Linked DNA regions of Salmo salar: region 1 is linked to region 2. A link is a contact called in public Hi-C data. All regions are on one chromosome and are shown on one strand. Each heading gives the region's core, a stretch centred on a gene start, on an enhancer-like site or on the middle of the called end of the contact. The rest is flanking DNA. Distances are from core to core; before and after follow the strand shown.

Region 1 (7,086 bases), core at 2,341-4,840, 62 kb before region 2:
GTGCCGTTTAAGATGAGGGAGGACAATTTGTTTTCATGAACATGGCCTTATTTCTATTACATTGGATGACTGTCATTCATATTGCATTCACTCAGTTCAATGTAACATGGATAGGTTTAGGCTACTACAGGATACTCAAATTTTCCCTAAACCCATCATGAGGTTGCTACAAACTAGCCTATGAATGAAAGTTTACAACGTAGGTGCACACAGGTTGAGAGACAAATTTGAGGTGACAGACAGTGACACATGGACTGATGGTGACATTCAATACTACCTTGCACACTCTTGCCTGCATCTAGCTGATTTATTGTGTAATCATTGGTCCAACAGTTGCAAACAATAATTTCTATTGGACAAATTCAGGTATGTTTATTCTCGTTTTGTCCCGTTTAGGAAACATTTTTCAACAGAATCAGCAGAATAAATACATCCCTGATCACGCATAAACACAGTTCACTTCCATAGTAGTCAAGTTGTATTCCTTCTCGCATCTATACGCTCTCATCTCTTCCCATTGCTTGTGGACTTCAATGCACTTCACATCAGCTGTATGTCAACGAGTGAAGAAACCTCTCCAAGCCTAACCGCTACACACAGCCTACATCATTGTCACCATATTTTCTAAAGTAACGTCATAGTCAGCATAGCTAATAGAATTAATGCATTAGTAAACCGGCTACACACATGCAGTAATGTTACAGTGTATAGTCAGTAAGCAGTTACACCGGCAGGCCCAGGTGGCAATAAATGAGTAAAACCAAAAACTTACCTTGAGTTCCAGTGTTGTGTTGGATAGTCATAGCCAGCTAGCTAACATAGCATCCCTCTGTAGGCTGAACCAGTTAGCTGCTTTTTCTAGCTAAGTAAGTGAAACTGAAAGTGAGAAGAAAAAAATAAAGAAATCTCTCTCACTCTATTTCTCAAAACTCTTCAACTATTGTCTTTCTCTCTCTTTGAGTCAACTACTCACCACATTTTATGCACTGCAGTGCTAGCTAGCTGTAGCTTATGCTATCAGTACTAAATTTGTTATCTGATCCTTTGATTGGGTGGACAACATGTTAGTTCATGCTGCAAGAGCTCTGATAGGTTGGAGGACATCCTTTGGAAGTTGTCATTATTACTGTGTAAGTCTATGGAAGGGGGTGAGAACCATGAGCCTCCTAGGTTTCGTATTGAAGTCAATGTACCCAGAGGAGGATGGAAGCTAGCTGTCCTCCGGCTACACCATGGTGCTACCCTACAGAGTGCTGTTGAGGATCCTGTAGACCTTCATTGCAAAACAGTGTGTTTAAATACATTTTTTGGTGACGTGATTATATTTAATATAGTTTTATCTAAAAAGGATAACTTTTGTAATGTTTTAAAACATTTATTTTTATGAAATTCACTGAGAAGGATGGTCCTCCCCTTCCTCCTCTGTGTAGCCTCCATGTATGTATATATACTTTTAACCTCTTTCCACTGCAGTCATGAACGCTATTGTTACTTTATTTTGAAATAGGTGTAAGTTATTCAGTTCTAATTTTATAATATCATCATGATGAACCCGAACTCAGCTATAGTATGCTATACCTACACTGTGGTTTAGAGTTTGGTCAGACTTTGTGCAGTCTTTCTAGTAAATTAGTGGGTGGCATAGTGTTTTTCAGTTTTAATCGAGGATATCGTGGATCGTCTGGAATTGATATGGAATACTCATCCTACATGATGGATACATTCATTCATTGAGATTAGACTGTTGCTGCTTCCCAGAATCATGGAAGCAGCCTTACGGCTCCCACATGACATGAATTGGAAAATATCATCCTTCTTTTCAGTATATGACAATAATAGGGGTAGAGCCCACAGTGGGAGATTACCAGGTAACCAAAACCAAACAGACTTGCGTCATCTTAATCGAGTGACAAATCTCACTTTAAATCATCCTTTCACAAGACTGCGTAGTGTCTGTCTGAGAGTTACTGCGGGTAACAAACTCCTGATGCTTTTAGTCTAGTGTGGTGAATGGTAACAAAATCCTGATGCTTTTGGTCTGGTGTGGTGAATGGTAACAAAATCCTGATGCGTTTGGTATGGTGTGGTGGATCTGGGTGGCCTAGTAGTGTAGGAGGGGGGGGGAGAACCGATGAGGGATCTTTCCAGTCAGTCCCAGTCCTTCTTCCTCTCTTCTGGGAAGTCTTGTTTATCCTACATGTGTTAACCGAGGAATCCATCAAGGGCTAGAAACGAATGGAGAACCTGCCAGGCTGTTGCAGAGGGCGTCTGTGTGTGTTGGGCATTCACACACGTTCCACTGCCTAGTGAGGTGAGAAAGCCCCCCCCCCCATAATACACAGTTGAGGCTATTGGCTATTTCTCTCCTAATGTTTATTGCCAGTGTGTCTCAAATTCACCAACAGACACCACATAGACTGGTGTGGGCTTAGTGAAATGCCACATTCATGCCCACACTGGCCCATTTAAATGTATAATGGAGCGTGGCATGGCCCAACACATTCTATGTTGTTGTTGGCAATTGCTATGACGTTTGATATATTGGGCTACTAATAAGAGCCACCACTAGATGGACACCTACACAAGAATGAGAAAACATGCTTTGAGAAGGCCTGGCTGAGCCACGTGTAGGAACAGCCAATCATGGCACCCATGTACTGCTGCCGATTTAACATATACAAAAGCGTTTTTCATGTATGATTTTGAAGGGGACCTAATTCAAAAGGTACCCTTGCTGAGTCTTTTATTCAGACCAATATAGAACGGAGTATAAAACGTTCCCTTGAAAATCAGAGCAGGGCCTTCAGACTGACAAAGAAAACAAATGTACTGGAAGTTGAGTACTTTGCATTCCTGACTTGAGAATAACTGGTAGCGTCAACCTGTACAGACGCGTCATGCAGGTTTAAGCTCATTTGAATACATATTTGAATTAGAGGTCAACACAAGTGGTTGTGCAGGTAACACTGTGTACTGAGGAGGAACAATTCACTTCTTTAAATGTTATGCCTAAACGTGCAAATTAGTACGGTTTGGTTCGATTCTGACGTGAATAAGAAAGGGCCCATTTACTTTTTTCCTGTTTGAAAGATATCCTGCAGCTGCATGATAAATGCCATATACTGGTAAGTGTATTCCGGTGGGAACTAACAGAGGATTTCCACTGTGTTAATGGATGAATCACAAGTTTATGTGTAGGAAGTTTCATTGTGATAATGAATGAATCACATGCAGAGGACCTGTATTGACCTGTAGTCTACTTCATTTCTGCCTGTCACAATAACTATCACAACAAATACCACTGTAATCATTTACACAGTTGAGTCAGTTAGTTACAGAGAAGACTTCCTCTCTAACATGACCTGACCAGAATAAAACAAAATAAGACTGCTACACTTCCAGGAAAAGCTCAGGGCCCTAGTATAAACTACCGCTATAACTATCCTCCTGATTCTTTCCTGATCAGGACGATCACCTTTGGGCCCTAGGATGAGCTGCTGTATGTCTTTTGACGACTGCCACCCTCTCCATGTGTCATCTCTTGTAGACATGCGTAGTCCCAGATGACGCAACTGTCTGTCTGCTTCAGTGTGTGACCACACACGGTTGAGATTGGCGCTCGCCTCTGGACCGCCGGCTGGCTGGTTCTCCGCTCAGCAGTCCTGGCACCCTGTGCCAACCGCCATGCTTATTTTCCTTATGTGCCCAAAGGGAGCCATCGCATGTAGACTCCACCCTAGCCGAAAAGCGACAAAACCTCCCAGAGCTGCAATTTAAGGTTGAGGCAGAAGTTTCTGTTCCCCAGTCCAGGTTTTTCATCCTATGTAAATAGTGGGTGTGTTGAAATTCAGTCTGATTTCAGACCTAGTTTACAGAAAGCAAGAGATGGCAGGCGTAAAAGACAGACAACGATAGAGTAAGGGTAGAGAGAGAGGGTAGAGAAAGAGTGAGGGCAGAGAGAGAGAGAGAGAAGTGGGAAGTGGTGTGCATGTTGCCAATCGGAATAGGAAGGGGAAGTTCCTCGGTGAGACACAGGAGACCCTGTCCTCGCATACACACTGAACTCAATATAGACTGACATCGTTCCACACATACCTCTGACTTCTGCCTCTCTCACTCTCCCTCCCCCTGTCTCCAGCCCTCTCACACTGTCATATACACACACACACTTTCCCGTAACTTATTTCCCCCACTCTCCCTTCCTATTAGGCCTGTAAACTTTCCCTCTCCCATACTGTTAACCTCCCCTCCTCTTGCTTTTCTCCCTCGATCTCTCTCTCTCTCTCTCTCTCTCTCACTCTCTCTACTTCTGTACATTATAGATTTGGCGCACAGATGGAAAAATAGGTCAACTATCTCACATTCCTCTCCGCAGTTTCTCTTCCTCAAGGATTCACTGTGGCCTCTCTCTCACTCTCTCTTTGAGGTTCCACAATACTTTATTTAAACTTCATTGGGAGGTTACGTGTTTTAGTTATTTTATATGTGTGCCGCTTTAGAAATGCTCACTATAGCCAAACAATTTGAATAGAAATTGGAATTATACGCATAGAGCAGCTTCACAGAGACGTTTTGTTTGCATTGTGCCGATATTGTGCATTTTAGAATTTCTAAAATGTAATGGTGGGCTAGAAATTCATTTGTGAAACTATCCGATTTCCTCCCATGAACTTCCAACAGTCTAATAACGGGATCATTTGAGGGCCTTTCTTGCCCCTCTGTCTTTGTATTCTCCTTCTAGAATCTTTGTTTGCCTTTGTTTGCCTTTTCATAAACCCCTCTCTCCCCCTCCTGAACCATCCCCTTTATAACCTCCCCTGCCTCTTCCGCCCCCGGCTGTTATCTTCCATGGCCTCATCATCCCCTCTTCTTCCATTTCGGTCCCCTCTTTCCCCAGTGCAAGAGCGTAGTAATCCCATTACACATGTGTGAATACCAGCTGGGAGAGAGAGGGAAGGAGCGGGCAGAGAGGAGAAAATGAACAGTGTGTGTGTCTATATAGTACGCGTGTCTATGTCTCCACTTTCCCCAGTCTAAAGTATGTAATCTAATGTTGGAAGTATTTCAGTGCTGGTAAGAGGCGACAGGGCACAGGCAGGCACAGTAGAGGTTAGCTTGGGGAGGGTTTGTAAGGTGAGGACGCCAGACAGACCCAATGTGTTTCCTGAAGAGTTCAAGCGCCAAGAAAATAAACAAGCCTTTTGATCACAAAGGCCCCATTCACTCCGTCTCCCTCTCTCGCTCTCTGCTTCTCCCCCTCCCCCCACCGTTCTAGGCCTTCCACTTACCCTCGCTACTCTCGCCATTAAATCTCCACTTTCCCTCTCTCCCCCTGACCCTCCTCTTTCTTAATCCCCGTTCCTCCTTTAAAACCCTTCCTCCCTCTCTTCCCTCCATCTCACCCCTCTTGTCCTAAGGAGCTGTGCCTCAGCTGTGTGTCTGTCACTTGTATGACTTGAGGGCCTCAGTTCATATTGTCTTTGGGCTTTGAAAAAGCCTCGAAGATATGTGGGCCCCTATCATCTCGTGGGGGGAGGAGAGCTGTAGAGTGTTGAGGAGACTGTGACACTGAAAATATCTTCATCGTCATAACATCATTGACACTCAAATGGTAGTGAGTGACAAATGCCATCCTCACTTAACTCTCCTTCATCCCCCACTCAATGGCTCTTTAGTGTCTGTCTATTTGTTTTTTTAAATGAATGCAGATGTATTGGTGCGAATTGGTCTCTCCCCGTATCAGTGTCGGCACTTGTGTGTTCTGTTGTTCATTGTGATTCCCTCAGCACCACTTAGGAAAGAAATAGAGATTTCCTCATTACAATACTGTGGTTGAAAATAATTAATTTGATGTAACCTCTGGTCAGATTATAAAACCTTAGCCAATCATCATGTTGCTTACCCTATTTTTCAAATCTCACAATGTGGATAGGCTAACATTGATTAACCGCTATGAACTATTTTGTTGTGTTACAGCCTGAATTTAAAATGGATTAAAAAAAGATGTGTCACTTGCGCCGAGTACAACAGGTGTAGACCTTACAGTGAAATGCTTACTTACAAGCCCTTAACCAACAATGCAGTTTTAAGAAAAATAAGTGTTTACTAAAGTATTTACTAAAATGGTGACTTTAAAACAGTTACAAAGTTTAATGGCTGTGATAGGAGAAAACTGAGGATGGATCAACAACATTGTCAATTCTAGGTCCTCCACAATACTAACCTAAATGAAAGAGTGAAAATAATAAAAAATATTCCAAAACATGCATCCTGTTTGCAACAAGGCACTAAAGTAATACTGCAAAAAGTGTGGCATTCAATTAACTTTTAGTCCTGAATACAAAGTGTTATGTTTGGGACAAATCCAGAGTACCACTCTCCATATTTTCAAGCATAGTGGTGATGCATCATGTTATGGGTATGCTTGTAATCGTTAAGGACTGGGGAGTTGTTCACGATAAAAAGTAAACGGAATGGAGCTAAGCACAGGCACAATCCCAGAGGAAAACCTGGTTCAGCCGCTTTCCACCAGACACTGGGAGATTAATTCACCTTTCAGCAGGACAATAACCTAAAACACAAGGCCAAATCTATACTGTCCATGAGTGGCCGAGTTACAGTTTTGACTTAAATCTACTTGAAAATCTATGGCTTGACCTGAAAATGTTTATCTAGCAATGATTAACAACTAATTAGACAAAGCTTGAGTAATTTTGAAAAGAATAATGGGCAAGTGTTGCCCAATCCAGGTGTGGAAAGCTCTTTTTTATTTAACTAGGCAAGTCAGTTAAGAACAAATTCTTATTTACAATGACGGCCTACCCCGGCCAAACCCGGACGACGCTGGGCCAATTGTGCGCCACCCTATGGGACTCCCAATAACGGGCAGATGTGATACAGCCTGGATTCAAACCAGGGACTGTAGTGACACCTCTTGCACTGAGATGCAGTGCCTTAGACCACTGCGCCACTCTTAGAGACATACCCAGAAGGATTCACAGCTGTAAACGCTGAAAAAGGTGCTTCTACAAAGTATTGACTCGGGTGTGAATACTCATGTAAATTAGATATTTCTGTATTTCATTT
Region 2 (6,523 bases), core at 425-2,924:
TTGACAAATTGCTTTTTAGAATGATTTGAAAATAGTATGAAATAATATAAGCCTTATTATAAGTCATTGTATTGTTTTTGTTCAGAGTTATAGACCTTTATACCAGCAGGCTTTACTGTAGGCTAAATGTTACCAGATTACTCAACGAGCTCATTCAAAAACGAGAGATTCTGTATGATGTTTGCATCTCTATGTCGCCGGTTTATGAAATCCTTTCTCAAAGTTACTTCTCTCATATTCTGTTGTCCTACATTTCTGATGATGCGTAGACACTGTGAATGAACACAGACTGCTGAGAGACTGCAGTGCTCTACCCATCAAGGCGTGGAACTGTGTGTGTGTGTGTGTGTGTGTGTGTGTGTGTGTGCGTGCACGTATAGCGTGTGTGTGTGCGCGCATGTGCAGTATGTGTGTATGAGCCTGGTATGTAGGCCTATGAATGCGCATATATGTGTATGAGCTTGACATGTGTGTATGCGCGTCCATGCATGCACGTATGTGTGTATGAACCTGCTCTGTGTGTGCGCGTGTGTGTGTGTGTGTGTGTGCACTTCCACGCACAAAGGTTACGAACCACCCTAACATGTTATAACTACATGGTATGTGCGTGACAAACATACTTCATTGCCGCAGTAAGCAGAACTATACTGTTGACCAAAACCAGTCCGCTCACCATCTGTACATGCAGGGAACAGTGCACGGTGTGTTGCACTGCTACAAACCAATCCATACGAACATGATACCCATCATCATTATGAAATGTTATAGAGGAATATATATGGCTCATTCCCTTAGGAACAGTAATCCTAGGTTTAGACTCATTTACTCTGGACCCTTCCTGTTTGGCTCAGCTGATGGCAACAAGCATGATGACCTCATCACAGTACTTGGTCATTGGCCTAGAGACCCTGTATCATTTGGCCAATCGTAGATTGATTTGGTGACGTTAGCTTTATAGTCAACCGTTGGATGGGGAGGCGGGACAAAGCGCGCACTGACGTCAACGATAGTATATAGAGCGCTGTGATTGGCTAGATTGGCTAATGTAAAGGAGAAGAATGAAAATATCAAAGGATACAATAGGGAAAAAACGATGGATAAAAAACGTATATTCGAAATAAATAACAGAAATTGACATTCATAATGTCTAGGTTTTCGATGTCACTTGCGTGAGCGCATTGATTAGCGAAAATAAACCGCTCTAAACTTTTTTCTATCCCATTCCCCTCCCCATTTACTTGCTGGTTGAACGTCACTTGCCTCTTCTATACTGGTCATGTAAGCTACAGGTTAAATGTATTATTATTTTTTACAACAGATGTCCTTATATTACCACAACTGCAAAACCGAGCGTTAAAGAACATCAGGTCCCAAATTCCAATTTTTATAGGACCGTTATCTCCTCTGTGTGCGTTTGTAGACTGGTGAAGAGAGTTATTTTTATTCCATTCGCCCGCCTACTCCCTGTCAGCAGACCTCCCCTAAAGCACTATTGGATGCCGCAGCCCTGTCATAAACAGCTGTTTGGTGTTTTGCCACAGCACGATTCGACTAAACACGGTGTCAATCAAATACACATTGCCATGTAGTTCCTTGGATTCGTGAAATCTACTGGCTACTGTACTCAAATGTGTCCTCTGATTGGCTACATGGACTAGTGTCAAGGCTTTGGGCTTCATTCACCATTTTGCGACTGTAGAGTAGAATGTACAGAGCAGTCAGTAGTTTTTCCTCCTTTAAGTTGCTTTACAGAAGAAAGATAATGTGACAGTCTGTTAAATGTCAACCCTGGATTTCCGACTATAGGCCTACTAACGATTCCCCTACTGACTCGATAAATATCTGCATTGAAAATAATTTTGTGGTGAGTAAAACCTACAAATCTTTCTTCTGCAGCACTGCAGTAGCCTGTTTTGCTTTGTCGACCTGCTACGTTGTAGACGTTGCCAATAATAAGCACCCTTTGTAACTACTAATACAAATATATTTTCATTTTTTATAATACTCCACGGAGAGAAGTAAAGAGGGGATTGGATGCCACACTTCATGAAAAGGGAGCGGTGCGGGTGGATTGTCAGCCTAAAACTTTTCCCCCAGAAAATATTCAACGCCATAACTGCCATTATAAGACTGAGACTTCCTAGAAGTGTTTTTCTTAGGTCGCGATTGAAAGCAAACATTGAAGCGATCTGCATCACCTACATAGTTATTCGCTTTATTAACTCTACATAGGCTACTATTCGTGATACAAAATGTCTATTTGAATCTGTCCTTCGCCTGCAGGCTTGTGGGCCGCGTTTCTACGTTGTGTCCACATTTTTTTTTTTAAACTTTTTATTGTAACTTAATGTACAATGTTGCAGTTTGCACTCGCCGGTAAATTACTTTCTAAGTTGCATCCAGTAATGTCGACATTTTACAACGGTTGTCACGAATGAATTCGCAGCATAATTACTTTGGCTGCCCGTCGCACGATGTAACGTTAATGACATATTGTTAGATTGATTTAAGTAAAGCCTAAATCTGTTTGGAATACCTTTCGATGAGTTGTTCCACAGCACCATATTTTGGAATGCCGGGCCTTTTTTAACTGTTTAAATTCCCCGTGTTAAATGTTGCACGAAGAAGATTTTTCTAAGCGGCCTTGTGTTGTTAGACCTGCGTCACTGGACTTCACGGCCCTGTTGTGTAGTAAGCTGGTTGTGTAGTAAGCTGATAGTAATCGCAAAGCGCTACGACCAATAAGAGGGGTTGACACATATACGGTAACGTTACTTATTCAGCGAAACTAACAGTGACGCCATTCTCGCGTTCGTTTCGCATTTGACATCGCTTCGGTTTTAGGGTTGTAGTTTGTTTTCGATCTATTTTCAGCCGAAGTGCTTTGGTAGGTAGGCCCTACGTGAAGTTTGTCAGTTATCCGGTAAGTTCCGCTATCAGTGCAACATTCTCCAGTAGTTATCATCGTTTTATAGTTATGTGTCGATGAATCGAAATTGTAGAGGTGTAAATTCACCCCACTGTGCACACACTGGTTGAATCAACGTTTTTTTTTATTCTCCCCCACGTCGTTTAAATGAAATTACGTTTAACCAACGTAGACTATACGTTGAATTGACGTCTGTGCACATTGGGATGTTATGTGAATATTGATTTTTCATTATGGTCACATAGGATATTACCACAAGTTCTCCAATGGTGACAAATGGCAAAGCTATAACATGGTAATAGTTCAGCATGCTAAGTTTCTACAGCATAGATATGAGCAACATATATATATTTTTTTAACCTTTATTTAACTAGACAAATCTGTTAAGAACAAATTCTTATTTACAATGACGGCCTACACCGGCCAAACCCAGGACGACGCTGGGTCATTTGTGCGAGTCCCTATGGGACTCACAATCACGGCCGGTTGTGATATAGCCTGGTGTCTGTAGCGATGCCTCTAGCACCAGAGATGCTGTGTCTTAGACAGCTGTGCCACTCTGGAGCCCGAGTGAACCTTGACGGAACAGAAGATTGAACATTGACGCAATATTGATAAATGGATAAGGCTCATACATTTAGAAGGGAAATGCGTTGTACCTTCATTTATCGAAATTGTTTTAATTATGACACTCACCCACATACTTGCCGGTGTGCACTATTGAGTAAACAATGTGCACACTTCTAACTTGAAAAAAAGCGAGGCAACAAATGACATTGTGATGACAGTTCTTTGGACGCAATCTCAAGTCTCCCAAATATAATTTGTTTAACACAGGTACTGGGTTGTAACTGTGTGTATTATCAAACAGCAGTTTACGTGGAGTGTGGTCACAACAATACAGGTCTGTAGTTTCTCATTACAAGTAGATAGGTACCTTGGAGTTCTGTAGAGCTAAATGAATGAAATTACTAGACGTACATGACATTGTAAGAACCTAATATTCAATAAATATCATCATTTCTCCATGACATGTAGCATTAAATCCCAACGTGATAAAAGCAAACTCATACGCCACAATATCATTTTGTCTAGACTTTGATGTTTGTCTTTGGTCCTGCTTTGTTAGAGGATTGTTAGGCCTACAACACATGGCGCTGCCTGTTCCAATGGAAAACCCAAACCAAACCTGTTGGTTTTCAGTTTGTTTCTGTCATCAACATTTGTCAGCGTTCGAGCGACATAGATGTTTTCCCTGGCAGTGAAAAATGCCTCTAAATGAGAGAGTGGTTGTTGGTATGAAATCTAAGGAGAAAGAGAGGGCTAAAGACAGAGGATAACGAAGCAGCAGGAAGTTAGGTAATGGTCCATAACAGGAAGTGTGGATTGTAAGGGCGGATTGGTTCAGCTACGAAATAGATGAAGGTCACCACCGAGAACCAGAGAGAGAGAAAGAACGAGTGAGTAAGAGAAAGAGAGAAATGCGAGTGAACAAGAAGGAATTCCCCCTCCTCAACTGTCATAGCCAAGAAACCAGAGAGAGAGATAGAGAGAGTGTGCGTGTGTGGGTGCAGACTTGTCTGGACAAGCACTTCCAAATGTGCTCGCCACTATTCTGCTATATTGTTCTATTACTTACCACACTATGGCACACACACACAATCCATGTCTCAGTTGTCTCAAGACTTAAAGCTTTCACCTGGATTCATGTGGTCAGTCTATGTAATGGAAAGAGCAGTTTTGCCTAATATTTTGTACACTCAGTGAAATTCATGTGAAATGATTTTGTAATAAAATGGTAATACCCATTACTTCTTGAGTAGAATGATACATCACTCATATCATTAATGAATGCATTACCAAGGACACAAAATACATGGTTTTATAGAATAGGTCTGTATTCGAAATGATTTGGAAAAACTGGGCCCAGTTTTTCTTTGACAGTCACTTCTCCCCACCGCTACCTTAGCTGGTGAATAGGCTTTGTATAATGTCACAATGCATTCACCACATGAATAATCCATCCCTTGTTACGCTCTGCTCTGTTTCAGGGTCTGGAATAAGGTGGAAAGAGCTGGAGAAACAGAAAGAGGAAAGGGCGGGAGAAGAGAGAGAGAGGAGCTGGAAGAGCAGGGAAATAGAGGGAGGAGAGAGGAACAAAGATTCTGGACTCTGGAAAAATTAAGCCACTGTAAATAGTCAAGAAAACTCCCAATGCAGAGATGAAGCCGATTAAAAAACAAGGAAGGCGCTCGCCCCCGTCGACCCGAGCCAAAGGGGGGAAGAGACGGGGGACGGGGGACAGTGGAGAGAAAAGAGACTCGGACGAGAACAGAGACCGATCCCCCAAAAGTCAGACCTCACCCCAAACCTCATCTCACTCAGAGTCTTCTCAGGAGGAGTCGGTGACACTCACAACGATGGCCACGCCAGAGAGGGAGGGCCACAGAGAGGGGCCCCGGCTCCCAGAGACAACGGCCGCAGCAGCAGCTTCCCTCCCTGGGAAGTCGGAGGACTCCCGCCCGGGGAGCGTCAAGTCGCTGAGCGCCCACAGCACAGACAGCAGCAGCAGCACCGCCAGCGCCGCCAACAGCCCCAACCCCTCGTCAAACCGCAAGACGGCCACCTTCAAGGCCCGCGTCCCCAAGAAGAAGTACACCTCTGAGCACTGTGCTGCCGCCGCCGCCGCCGCCGCCAACCACGGAAACCCCGGCAACACCGGCGCGCCTCCACTGAACAGAAATAGTGCTCACTGTGACAGTAACGCCGGAAGTCAGTTGTCCAGCTTATCTTCGGGGCCCGGGTCGGCGGCGAGTGAGGGCGGTTCGCTCACTGACATCAACAGTCAGACCAGGAGACCAGTGGAGGACTACATTACCACTATAGCTCCACCACAGGACAGGGACAACACACCTGGACCCCCTCCCACAGGGGACAGAGACAGGAGAGGCCCAGAGGGAGGCAGAGAAATCTCCCCCAGCCCTGTCCGCTGCTCCTCTACAGACACGGCCAGCGAACACGACCTGGACGTGAGCGAGCCACACCGCTCAAACTCTCACCACACCAACCCCACCACCGAAGCACACACCCTGGCCCTGGTGCAACGTAGCACCCCGCACACTCCGACCCCACAGAGCCTGTCGGACGCGCTCGCCGACGCCCTGGCCAAAGGTCTAAAGAACCAGCGGGTGCTAGCCAGGCAGGCTCGGAGGAGGACTGGGAAGGGGGAAGAGGAGAACGGAGGAGGGGGGAGGGAGAGCATGGACTCAGTGTTCAGAGCGGGCGTGGTGCGGCGGGTGAGCGGCGAGCACGGCAGCCTGGAGGTGCAGCTGAACGGTGAGAAGGAGCTTTACCGCTACCCGTTCCGTGAGGGCGCCCAGGGACCCGTGGACATTATCATGGATGCCCCGCCGCCCGGCTCCCAAGCCGTCCCCATCGGCACCCCTGTGTGCGTGCCCTTCGGAGGTAACGAGGACGGCGGCACCACAGAGGCCCAGCGCCAGTGGTACCGAGAGGGCCTGGTCACCCAGGTGGACTCCCACCCGGCTGTGTCCTACCCCTATAGAGTGTTGTTAGAGGATAGAGTGCCCCCAG

Evidence for each region. A called contact is a pair of places that touch in the nucleus more often than the background predicts.
Region 1: a Hi-C map of muscle shows a contact between it and region 2, with 7 times the contacts expected there. The contact joins the enhancer-like site here to the promoter of LOC123724006 in region 2. A contact is called at or near these places in 2 of 3 Hi-C or Micro-C datasets (gill and muscle).

Annotation. Positions count from the first base shown.
Region 1 is chrssa27:9,998,130-10,005,215 of Ssal_v3.1, reverse strand. No RefSeq gene overlaps it. Among protein-coding and RNA genes, the nearest start is that of LOC106588416, 21 kb to the right of the region's middle. Within about 2 kb of position 3,590, at least 2 of the 13 cell types and tissues checked have an H3K27ac peak or open chromatin away from gene starts, as enhancers often do. A contact at or near this core is called in muscle, where this site is marked.
Region 2 is chrssa27:9,934,547-9,941,069 of Ssal_v3.1, reverse strand. It overlaps LOC123724006 (protein capicua homolog), which reads left to right and starts at 1,674. Exons shown (of 2, transcript XM_045709806.1): 1 at 1,674-1,864; 2 at 4,981-6,523. The coding sequence starts at 5,152.